Regions from separate parts of the Gossypium hirsutum genome. Here region 2 is linked to region 1. Evidence: chromatin contacts called from public Hi-C data. All regions are on one chromosome and are shown on one strand. Each heading gives the region's core, a stretch centred on a gene start, on an enhancer-like site or on the middle of the called end of the contact. The rest is flanking DNA. Distances are from core to core; before and after follow the strand shown.

What was found. A called contact is a pair of places that touch in the nucleus more often than the background predicts.
Region 2: a Hi-C map of leaf shows a contact between it and region 1, with 2.5 times the contacts expected there. The contact joins the promoter of LOC107944781 here to the promoter of LOC107957546 in region 1. A contact is called at or near these places in 2 of 34 Hi-C or Micro-C datasets (both in leaf).

The regions. Positions count from the first base shown.
Region 1 is chrA05:29,315,880-29,322,490 of Gossypium_hirsutum_v2.1, forward strand. LOC107957546 (probable serine/threonine-protein kinase At1g01540) reads right to left here and starts at 2,916. Exons shown (of 8, transcript XR_005926449.1): 1 at 2,058-2,916; 2 at 1,807-1,911; 3 at 1,533-1,655; 4 at 1,258-1,428; 5 at 1,037-1,166; 6 at 715-924; 7 at 43-280.
Region 2 is chrA05:29,504,943-29,511,553 of Gossypium_hirsutum_v2.1, forward strand. LOC107944781 (putative receptor protein kinase ZmPK1) reads right to left here and starts at 3,789. Exons shown (of 1, transcript XM_016878608.2): 1 at 965-3,789. The coding sequence starts at 3,580. The coding sequence ends at 1,166.

The sequences.
Region 1 (6,611 bases), core at 1,666-4,165:
TGACATGTATTGTATATACACAGAGGTTGAAGTGGTGTTTACCTATGCTGGCTCTCCATGGAAACAAATAGCTAAAGACGATGTGTGAATTCACCTTAACCTGAGTTTGAATGGCTATTTATTGCTCTTAGGATTCTTGTTTTCTCCATAACGATCTATTAGTTTGGGCACCACTTTCATACCCACTACTATCACCGGATTCGTTTACACATTTGTCAGTCAATCTATTCTTTACATCATCTCGTAGTGAGCGCATGTTCTCCCGTCCATCTTTGCGTTCCTGAAATTTAAATGTAGAAAGAAAAGTGACATGTGGCAGAATAACGTCGGCAAGTTTAGGCACAATTAATATGTTCGATAAATTTTGACTTTGCAAAAGCATTTTTCTTAAACACATCTGGACCAAAATATCATCCAATGGATTCCAGCGGAACATGAATGTTCCTAGTAAAAAAATGTTTCATTTAGCAATTAAACTTGAGCATCATTGAAAATTGCTAATCTTCTCTTGATTTTCTCATCAATAATGAAACTAATAATGATGTTGCATTATACATGATGAAATATGCACTCTTGTCAACCCAAGCAATTTGAACATGCGAAACAAATTGCTTAACAAAAGAAACATCTAGTAAAACACATGGAACAAAATATTGTACAAAATAATCTACCAGAAACAAGTTAAAATTCAGAACTGATGTTACGTCAACTTACATCTCTAAACGGGAACTCATTGGCTTCTAGCATATGAATTACATGCCCCATTTTAGGCCTTTTCTGAGCATTTGGGTCCACGCAGCGTAAAGCAACTAAAAGGGCTCGCTTCAGTGCTCTGGAAGAAGGCTTCTCTGGTAACCTTGGATCCAAAACACTCTCTGCATTCCTGTTGCTAACCATTGATTTAATCCACTCGACTAGATTTACCTGAAAGTTGGAACAAATTGCATACTTATTACAAGAATAAAAGACCAAGAAAGCCATCAAGCTTTGAATCATAGGATAATATTATCAATTGACTTAATTAAGGCCTACAAACCTCTCCTTGAGGCCGGCTGTAATCCACCGGAGTTCTTCCTGAAATTATTTCCATAAGAAGAATGCCAAAGCTGTATACATCACTTCTCTCGTTTAGCATGCCTGTGCTAGCATATTCAGGAGCCACATATCTACAAAACAGAAGCAGTACTAGTATATCAGATGACCATATGAAAACATTAGATAACCATGAATATGTTCGCTAACAGAAGTTCGACCAACCCAAATGTTCCCATCACACGAGTGGCCACATAACTCCTCCCAGACCCCAAGAGCTTGGCAAGGCCAAAGTCGGATACTTTTGGATTCCACTGCTTATCAAGCAAAATGTTGCTTGACTTGATATCACGATGAACAACCTTAGGTTCAAGTCCCTCATGCAGATATGCCAACCTAAATTTCAGTTTTTGCAAACAACAACATTCTCAACAAACATGGGGAAGAACACGAAGGACAATTCAAGTTCGGTTACCATTTTCTGTTAACTGAAAATTTACCCTTTCGCAGTTCCAAGCACTATATTCATACGGATCTCCCATGTCAAAGGGCTGCAAGGTCCCACATCTCCATGAAGCCATTGTTCTAAATTCCCATTGTCAACATACTCATAAACAAGCATCCTATGACCACCAAATTAAGTATGTTAGCAAATCCTAGCATGATGCTGAAGTTTCACAATTGTAAAAGTTGCAAGTTTTAACATAAAATCCAAACTTCCAATGCAGCAAATTAAGATCAAAATGCAACAAAAAACAGAGAGTACGTACGTACCTGTGAGCTCCTTCAGCACAATAACCAAGTAATCTCACCAAGTTCTTATGCCGTACACGCCCAATTGCTTCCACTTCAACCTTAAACTCCTTTTCAGCTTGACCCCTAAAAGAAAATACAAGAAGAAAATCGAAAACAAAAGTCAAGTTTCCCCCAACACAGAACTCCATGCTTTTCTCAAAAAGTTACACTAATACAACAAATGCATTAAAGAGCTTAAATTTAACCTCAAAAAAGGGTAGCCTTTTTACCTATTATTTAGCAGATTCTTGACAGCAACTTTGCTATTGTCTTCCAAAACTCCACGGTAAACAATTCCATAGCCCCCTTCACCAATCACATTATCCGCCGCAAAATCATTTGTAGACTCCTCAAGCTCTCTCAATGTATGCCAATGTCCCCACCCCAAGTGGGAAACTTCCGGAACCGCCCTAACTGTCATCCCTTGATCACTACACCGGGCCTCACCTGACCCGTGACCCGACCCGGATCCACGCTCTGGAGACGCTACCTTATGATCCTTCCCTATCTCAATGTGAATGCCGTTGCACCTAGAAACATCGCCGCTGCCTTCTTCCGGATGAAGAATCAATACAGGGTCGGATTCCGGAAGTAGGACAGGGTTAGAATGATGGGACGGTTCGACGCGGATTTCTTGAATCTCCTTAGAAGCGATGGGGATACTGGAGTTAAGAATAGGCTTAACAACGTTGTTGCTGCTGCGGGTTGCTTTGTTTTGGCGTTTACAAGTGATACAAAGGGAAATAAGGAAGAGAACGATGACTATAGCAGTTCCAACGCAGATTCCAAGAACAACCCATAATTGCAAACTGAAAATAGAGGTGCGTTTCGACAGCTGATCGTTTAAGAAGGAATAACCAGACATTATCACGAGTTACTTAGTTTCCTAAAAGAAGAGCCAATTTCAAGATATCTTTTGTTTGCTCAAGAAATGAAGTGAGAAGAGGAAATGTTGAGGTAAAGATGATTTAAACGTGGCCATGGAAGAGGGAGAAAAGAGTGAAAACAGTGGAAGCAGACTGCAGAAGACAAAGAGAAGGCTGCAGCTGGCCTGATGTAGACGTAGCAATTTTGTCACGACAGCATTGGAAGACATAAATATGATACTAAAAAAATCATTTAAAACTTATCTTTACATAAAAACAATATATTAATGTCGAAAACATATATAATTAATGTATTTAAATTTATTTAAATATAATTACAATACATAGAAAAGGATAAATATCAATTTTATACATTATTTTCATGTGTAATTTAATACATAAACTTTGATTTAGTGTAATTATATACATAAAACTTGGATTACGATTTATAGGTATAGGCATGGAGGCTTTTTTACCACAATAATGTGAAAAAATAATTAATTATCAAAAAGGCACACCAAAAAATATTTACGAAAATAGGCATATGTTACAGTGTCTCGTCAACGCTACCTAATAAACCGACGACACTACCCATTTTTCTTCCCAATCATTCTGCCATCATTACTTTAAAAAAAAAAATTAGTGCCGCCACTATGTCAAGCGACACCAATATGTATTTTTTAAAAATACCTAAAAAATACAAGTATACCAGATTTAAAAAAAGAAAAATATATATTTTATAATAGTGTCACCGTCATGTCAGGTGGCATCGCTATTTACCCGACGATCGAAAATAAAGTTGAAATCTGAAAAAAAAAACAAAAATAAAAAATGAAAAAAAGAAAGGACATGGGAACCCGTGATCGTCCAGGCGGTATCAGCCTGATGACCTGCTGCGAATGTATGCGGACATGGCTCATATGCCTTTTCTTTTCAATTTCAACTTTTTTATTCTATTTTTTTTTAGATTTTAGCTTTTTTTTCTCTTTATTTTTCCTTTGACTACCAGGTAAGTAGCGGTGTCGCTTGACACGACAGTGACACCATTAGAAAATATATTTTTTTATTTTTTTTAAACTTGATATACCCGTATTTTTTAAATATTTTTAAAAAATATATACCGATGCCGCTAAACACAATAACGACACAAAAAAATTTGTTTTTTTAAGTAATGATGACAAAATGATTGGAGGGAAATGGGTGTTGTTGCCAGTGTGTCAAGCAACACTGACGAAACACTATAGCAGATGCCTATTTCCGTAAATAAATCTAGTGTGCCTATTTTGGTAATTAATTTTTCTAGATTATTGGGTAAAAAAGCCATACATGAAACTTTGAGTTTGATTCAATTGTACACATTTAAAAAAAATAAATACATATATTTATTTTCATATTGGATTAATATAATAGTTTGTTATGCAATATGTTAACGTAAAAAAGTGCTAATTTGATCATATTATTAGTAATTTCTAAAAATTTAATCAAATCAAAATTTAATATATAAAATCACACAAAATCAAAATTCATGTATAACATTGCACATTAAATCAAAGTTCATGTATAGTTTAATATTTCTCCCTACATAAAATATATACAACTTTGAAGATTTTAGGATATAGTCTGATTCTTAAAGTTATAAGAAGGAAGAGATTTTTAGAATATTTTGTTTTTGCATAAATTTTCATATATTTGTAATTTATGCTATATAAATTTAATAGTTTTTGCTTCTTCTTTTTGATAAATTACAAAATAGTCATTTATGTTTGGTTAATATTATGCTTTTGTTATTGAACTTTCACTTATTACAATTTAGTCACTAACATTATCATGTTATAACATTTTAGTCATTGTCCCTGCCATGAGTTGTGGATCAAAGCCCGTGACTAATTCACAAAGAGCGTCCAATGAAGGTCAATTGATTAAATGAGGCTCATTCGACCCACTTGAACTGTCTCAATTTGTGGAACATATGGAGAAGTCTATCTATTTGAAGCATTGGTGACCGAGTGAAGCACTTAAGGAAAATTAAAGCTACATTAGTGAATATGGAAAGTAATCTTTCAATATATGTAATCTAATAAGATTTGATTTTGTAATTTTAAGGGATCATGTAAATCTCTTAAGAATCTCAATTATAGATAAGCTTTAATCTCAAACATCGATGTAAAGTAAGTTGTATTGTTAGATCTGGAGGAGCACAATTATAAATAGAGGCATTCCCCCTCATTTGTAATCATCCCATACTTGAGTTGTAACAGCTCCTTCGAAACCATAATTTTGACAAGCGAGCCAGTAAATATTATTTATTTAATATTTGTGAGTATTTCATAGAGTCGTATTTAAACATGGTTAAGAAATTTCAATGTTTAGACAATTAATTTAGTAAAAAGGACTAAATTGTAAAAGATGTAAAAGTTAGTTTCTATTAAGTAAATGTGTTAAATAGTAATGGAATGTAAAATGTAAATTAATGGACTAAGTGTGTAAAGAAACTATATAATTAGATAGTGGACAATTATGGACAAGGTTTTGTTGAATTTAAGTATATTTAATAAGGGTAAAATGGTAAAAGGGTAATTATTATGAGAAAAACAATTAGGAAAAGAGCTATCATCTTCTTCCTTTATTTTTCCCATAGCTTAATCCTCTATTAGAGAATTTAGAAAGCTTCAGTCAACATTTGTTCATGCATGGTAAGTGATTTTGATTCCATTTTTAATGATTTTTATGGGTTTTTAAGTCATTTTAGTTTAATCTAGCTAACACGGGGGTTCAATTATAAAATTATTAAAATTTTGAATAATGTAGGTGTGTTTGTGAACTTATTTGATCAATTCATGAATTTGATAGCTAATTATAGTTATTTTGTTAACTGATTTTTAGTAATTTTAATGTTTAAGGATTTATTTTTTAAAATAGTAAAACTCTATAGAAATATTTTGAAATGGTGATAAATATGGGTTGATTAGAAACCCTAGGAAATTCAGCTAGCATGAATGGTGGTTAAATGTGGTTAATTTGCAAGTTTCGAGTTTAAGGACTAAATTGCATAAAAGGTAAAATATTGGGGTAATTTTTTAAATTGATAATAAAAGGACTTATAAGTATGAATCAAATCGCAAAAAAGTCAAAGTAGCAAAGTAGTCGTCAGTTTGTGTTAGTAATTATTTTTGTATAGGTAAGTTCTTATATTGATTAATTTTTTTAATTGTTATATTAATTAAATTGTTTATTAATGTTGTGCTTTATATAGCTCTAGTTGATTGTTAAATGTTAACTAGTGACTTGGATTAAATTATAATGTTAATTAATTTGATGATTGTGTTTGAAAACGTGAATTTCATAGATGTATATTTGACAAGGTATAATAGATTGAATATAAAGGATTTGGATATGTAATGTGTCCCGTTTAAACCTCGTGAATACTTAGGATACAAATGACATTCCATTAGGGGTTATATAGCTTCAGGTGCTAGTTTTGGATGACCTACCGATGGCTGAGGTCTTGCATTTGTTGCGGATTCTCCATAGCTCGTGTGAACAGCATTGTGTAGCTTTACATCCTGACCCACAACTCGTGTAAGCATTATAGCTATGGTTACAGTTATAGATACAAGCAAACTTTGTGTGAGCATGGTTCCCGTGTATCCGACATTGTTTCATTTGGTTCAATGGTAATAAAGGCTTAAACGAGTGAGCTAAATTATATGAAATGTTATGAGATCATGATAGATGAAATGGAAAACGTTGGCATAAATGCTTTGGTTGGAATGAGTAATTCAAATTGGAAATGTGATGAATGGAATGTATATTTGAGTTGTTACTAATACATGTTTTATAAAATGATAAGATTATATGTTACATTGTTGAGTTCACTAACTTGTGGGACTTGTGATGTGTATAGGATTTTAATGAGTT
Region 2 (6,611 bases), core at 2,539-5,038, 190 kb after region 1:
TTTGTGGTTATGAAACAACTGTTCTGATAACCCTGAATTTAGGCCATTACAGTTTTTCCTAATCTTTTTAGTTCCAAGTTTAAATTTGTTCTAATTATTTTTTATATATCTAACTATTGTAATACATATGTAATAAATATTTTTTTCTTATGTTATTATACAAGTAACCAAACAAGATATAAATGTTAATTTTAATTGAATTTAATGTTCACAAATTGCTAACATAATTACCGACATAACATTATTTTACATTAACATGTTCTATATACAAATAACTACATTTATTCAATATAAAAATAAGTTGATGTATTTATTTTTTATTTTTTTTAAATATACATAACTGAATCAAAATCAAATGATATATATATTTGAACTGCAACCAAAGTTTTATGTGTATAATTGCACTAAATTAAAGTTCATATATCAAGTTGTATATTAGACCAAAGTTCATATATAGTTTTAAAATCAATTGAGACAATTTCACAAATCCAAAAATGTTAGATCTCGTATTTTCAAAAATGTTAAAATATGTTATTAGTCCTCATACTTTTATAGAATTTGAAATTTGGTCATTGTATTTTAAAAGTTAATATTTTATTCCTCCTACTTTTTCAATTTAAAAATCCTATTCTAATCAATACTGTCGTTAGTAGTTTTTGTTAAAATTTGTTAATATATTTATTTTCCATCAATTATACAACATGTAGACAAAGCAGCTTAATCAACATGTTAAATTGACAGATTTTAACAAAAAAAAATATTTATGATATTAGTGATTGAGTTAAGATTTTTAAATAAAAAAATTACAAAACTTAATTTCTAACTCTTTTTTTTTATATATAGAAAGTAAATCTCAAATTTTATAGCAACATATTTTAATCTTTCAAAAGTAATTGAAACTTTAACTGTAATAATTTTGCTTCTTATTTTCGAAAAACCACAGCTTCTTAAGTAGGTAGATATATGGAGTCGTCAAGGGATTTACCTGGGATGAGAACAGAATACATCAGTTTGACTAAAGTCATAATTTCACGTCAAAATAGAATCATTGAATAATAAACCAATCGACACTGAAAAAGAGGTAATATGTTGAAAGATTATTGAAAAGATGCTGAGGCCTATCTGTCAGGGTCTCCTGGCAGTCATGTTATTGCGTTGCTTAGCATCAATTTCGTCCCCTCACAAGCATTTGAACTACTTGGCTCATTGATGGTCTTCCATGTCTATCGGCTTCTGTACATTTGATTGCCACCTCCAGTAGATTTTCCAGTTCATTTCTGTCATAATCGTAGCCCATGGCAGGGTCCAGTACCTCTTCAACCCAACATGTTGCAGAAGCACCCATCTTCTTCCCTTTCACCCAAGTTTCTAATCTTTGGTGCCATTTCTCTCCATTGGTTCCAACAACAGGGACACCTACACTTGGGCTCTTCCCTGTCATCATTTCCAACAACACAATCCCATAGCTATAGATGTCGACTTTGGCAGTGATGGGAAGATTGTAAACCCACTCAGGCGCCATGTAACCTCTTGTTCCTCTAATCTTGGAGAAGCCTGAACCTTTAGGACTGTCTTGATTCAGTAGTTTGGATAATCCAAAATCTGACACTTTAGGATGATAGTTGGAATCCAAGAGTATGTTGTGAGGCTTTACATCACAGTGCAGAACCCATTCCAAGCACTCTTCATGCAAATAAGCCAGGCCTTTGGCGGTGCCCACCGCAATATCCAACCTTCTCTTCCAATCAAGTGAATTAGACATGAGGTTATTTGCTAACGATCCATTTTCCATGTATTCATACACTAAAAGCCTATGCTTCCCCTCTGCACAGTATCCCCACATCTCAATCAAGTTCATGTGATTAAGCCTGCCGATTGTGCTTACTTCTGCGAGGAATTCATCCTCTCCTTGATGTGCTTCAATATTAAGTCGTTTAATGGCTGCAATTTGTTGATCCGGTAAAACTCCCTTGTAAACCACCCCACTTCCTCCCCGTCCAATCTCTTCATGAAAACCGCGTGTTGCCTTTTTCAACTCACTGTATGTGAATCTTTTGAATCCAGTTGCAGCCACAAGGTACCCTGATGTCATCGTCGATGCATCGGGACTTTCCCCTGTTCTGTACAAGAAAACGAACACCAGAAAGACGCACATCAACTCAAGCAATCCAATTATAGAAGCGCACCAAATCAAAATATTTAATGTTTCATATCCTGTTTTCTTAAGATAAAGTCTGTCTAATTGTCTTGTCTGCTTGTTGGAGCAATTTAATTTGAATTCCCGAACAGGTTTGTTGTTGTAAGGGAATGATTTGGGGAGTTTCAAGTAAAGGGTTCCACTGTAGCTATTGTAACGATGACCATTGCGCAATTCCCATTTTGAATAACAGCGATAGGCACCATCTTCTGGGAAATATCTATATTGAAAAGCTTTACAACATGAATCCAAGCAAACTCGGAGGCACTCCTGGAAGGTGTAATTCCGGAGGTTGTCGTAATGGTAGCCAAAAAAGTTAACATGACGAAGTTGAACAAAGTTGACATCATCATTACATGAAAGCTCAAATTCTGGTTCGCACCCATCGTTCCAATCCGCATGGTTTTTCATCTTGAACCCTGGGGGACAACCACACTTCGGACCCCAACCTGGATCATAGCTACATATACTATTTGGTCCACAGGCTCCATGAATCCTACAGGAGTTAGACATAGCTTGCCATGTCACAAACCAAACCCCCTGTTCTTCGAGACTGTATAATCTAAGGTTACCATCAAAATCAAGGGTTAATCTTCTCCAAGGTCCAATACCAAAATCAGTTGATCTGAACTCCATTTTGTCAGAAGATGTAAAATAGCCTGAAGAATCCAACACTGCGGTTCTGCTATAATTGTATCTAGTTCTACCTTGGTGGTAGTCCAAGATGGTTGAATCCGGCCAGTAGATGCTGGATGTGTCGGAACCATTCAAGACAAGACGAAGAACATTATCATCGTCAAACAACAACCTGTATTTTCCTGAAGAATGGTTAGTTCGGCTTCGTGCTGATACTAGCCTTTTGTGTTGATTGAGGGGTTGTCCAGGGAGAAGCGTATCAGTTGGTGAATCAAAGCTTTGCCAAAGAGTAAGATTGTCTCGAGTTTGGAGAACGAGATTACCTGAATCAAGGAGATTCAACTGCGACCAAGAGCCATCTTTAACTGACTTATTGATCGTCCAGATTACGGGTTCGGCATCGGTTATGATGATTTCATTGGTTTCGAGTATGGACAGCTTTGATCGCTTTCCATTAACAGGCACATCCCGGTTTGCCATCCAAACTAGAGTGTGACTACCGTCATGGCAAGGCTTGGTGAACCAGATGGAGAAGCAATAAGCGTTTTGGCCGACGGGGTAAAAGCCAGCGGAGAACATGCCGTTAGACGATATCAAAACATCACCTGGATTCTCCACAGACAGAGACGAACCTTGGCTTAGATATGGAACGGCTGACGATGTTAACCCGAGGAACAGGAACAATATGATAAGCATGGATTTAAAACACTTGGTGGCCATGAATATTTCTTGGGCTGCAAAATTCATGTCATGGACCCAATATTCTCTTCACCAACTTCAGCTCTTTGCACCAATTTACCTGCATCTTCTCAACTTTACCATCGGGAAATCAACTTGTTTGTACCATTTCATTCTCTTCCAAATTCGATCACTAGCAGTGTTTCTTATCAATTCAAAGCCGCGTGTTTTAGGAAAGCTTGGTAGTTGCCCTTTGACATTTCTTGATAACTTTTTAGCTGTGGAAATTTCACATAATTTGTTGTAAAAACGTGAATGCAAGAACTTTCAAGTGTCATTAGTCAATGTCAGAATGTTTCTCATTTTTACGTTTGGTACTGACGATGTTATGTGTTGTTTTCCGGTATTTGGCACTTAAATTTATTTATTACCTTTTTAGAAAATAATACGTGAAATTGAGTGGAGACGAATAACCATACGCACCCACCCCTTTTCCATCCCCTTAAGACAAAGAGAATAGAGTGTGTTTCATTGAAAATCAATCATCCTGACTTTTACACTTCCAAAAGTCTTCATGCACCATTCACAATGTCTTGCAAAATTACCACGCCGACAGGTCTCTGCTATCTGTACCCATACTTCACTCAATTCTCAATTTAACTGGTTCAAATAATTTTGTTTATATATAAAATATATTATTTAATTAGAGGTAATCATTTGATCGAATCAAGTAAAAAGTTTTCGAGTTAATCGAGTTTAAAAATCTTATTTTATCATTCTAGTTCAATTTGACATTTTTTCGAATTGAGTCAAATTTAATGAAATTCGAGTCAAGTCGAATCGAATCGAGTTAAATTATTTGAGTTAAATTAAAAAACTAAACATGCCAAATTAAAATATTGTTACAGTATAACTAATTCCATATTAGAGTACATAAATTTAAAATTATATATATTTGAAAACATTTTTCAAAGCAAAATAACAAGAAATTAAGATACTTTAATCTTATAAACTTGTACAATTAATTAATTAATTAATTAATTAATTTAGATCTCTAAAATTATTATTTTAATTTTTTTATAAATTTTCTAGAATTCTTATAATTTTATAAAAAATATATATATATTTTGAAAATTTTACAAATATTTTGAATTTTTTTTTTGTAATTTTTGTTGAGAGATAGACTAATTTGTTCATTTTTAAATTTGACTGAGACCAAAAGAGTATTTACACCAATTTGTTATTCGAATTATTTGAACTGTAAATTTCAACTCGACTTGAACTCGAAACTCGAATCGAGTTATTCAAATTGACTCAAATAATTTGAATAACTCGATTCAATTAACTTGAAATCCAATTTTTTTTCGAATTAAATCAAGTTTTTCCTACATCTACATTTAACTGATGTCACAAATTAACATAACAGTTGATAAAGAGTTGAATATTAAGATAATGGTGTTTTGGTCTTTATTAGTTTTATATGAAATATTTAAATAAAATAACTAAACATACAATTTTTAAGGATTAAACCCAAGCTTAAAGAATGTTTAACCATAAACACTTTGCCATTTCACGTATAACTCAATTATTTATTTTTATATAAATCTAGTATAAATATATTTAAGATTTTAACTAAATTAGTGTTACTTATCAACCGGTCTCAATCAAGTCTAAAATTATTAAAACTTCATTTATTTTAATAAAATTTCATATAAAATATAAAAAAATATTAAGATTGGAAATATTTGACATTTCAATTTTATCATTTCAATAAAAATTATATTTAATTATTATATTAATTCTTTAAAAATTATAATAAACAAATCTCACCTACATAATGGACGTACTACAGTACCATAATCTAGTATATTCAAGTTTTATCTATTTTTTATTTACCATACAACCACTTGTTATAATCTCAATCATGCTCGTAAACATTTTAAATTGTTGTGTAGTTTTTCATATGTATATATATAATTATTTTGTTCCCTACAAAGAAAAAAAAACTACATAGAGAGATTAAGACATTGATACGTGTCCTTATAACATATTTATGATTTTTTTTTTATTTCATTAATGATAGAAGAATTAATAATATTTATATTTATATAGTTAACATATATCCTTTTATGTTAAAAAAAGACCAATTAAGACATTTAACTAATCACAAATTGTTACGTATGATGTAATAACATCACAATATGTCATTATTAGAAATAAAAATAATTTTTTAAAAAGAAAAAAATACAAAAAGAAAAAGTAATTATAAAAACCAAATACATTTAGAAAAATCATTAATTTTTTTAAAAATTTATTAAAATCTTCTAAAATGATAGAAAGTTAATTATAAACAATATTACAATATTTTAAAATAGTTGCAAGCTTCTTAGAATTGTTATCTTTATAATGTTATCTATACATAAAATCCAAAAAGAAATTGGGCAAAAATCAATCCCACTGTTGTTGGGCTTTGTTATATTAATTTTTTTTATTTTTAATAATTGCTAATAATTGATTGAACACAGTTTATGATTGGTTAGAAGTTTCAATCAATTTTTTTTTATGTCCAAAACATTTCATCAATAAAAAAGTTAGGAATTAAAAAAAATTAATGACTAAAATGAGAGAACGACATATTTTTTTATTTAAGATTATAAAATATCATGTAATTAAATTGAATCTTGATTATTTTTAAGTTGAGTTGAATGAGATATCAAAAGAAGAAATAAGTATTTAAGATATCAAATTCTTTACCACTTTTCTCATTGGATGGTTTAATTTGAATGACAGAATGTTTATGTTTTGATTAAAATAACAACTACCAACAAGTATTGAAAGTAATGGTTTGCTACATTATATTTTCAAGAAAATAATTCATAAATAAAATTTGAAGATAACATGGTTAAATTGAGCAATCACAAATCTCGACAGAATTAATCTCTATAAACTCAAATAAAAAAGAAAACTCAAAATTATTTTTCAGCTAGGAAGTCAACATGCCATTGTGTTGAATGGCAGTTAGTTGAGAATTATTGTTATGATATTTACTAATGTCAACCTATTGACCCGCTAGCCTGTCAGTATTCGTACATCTATAGCA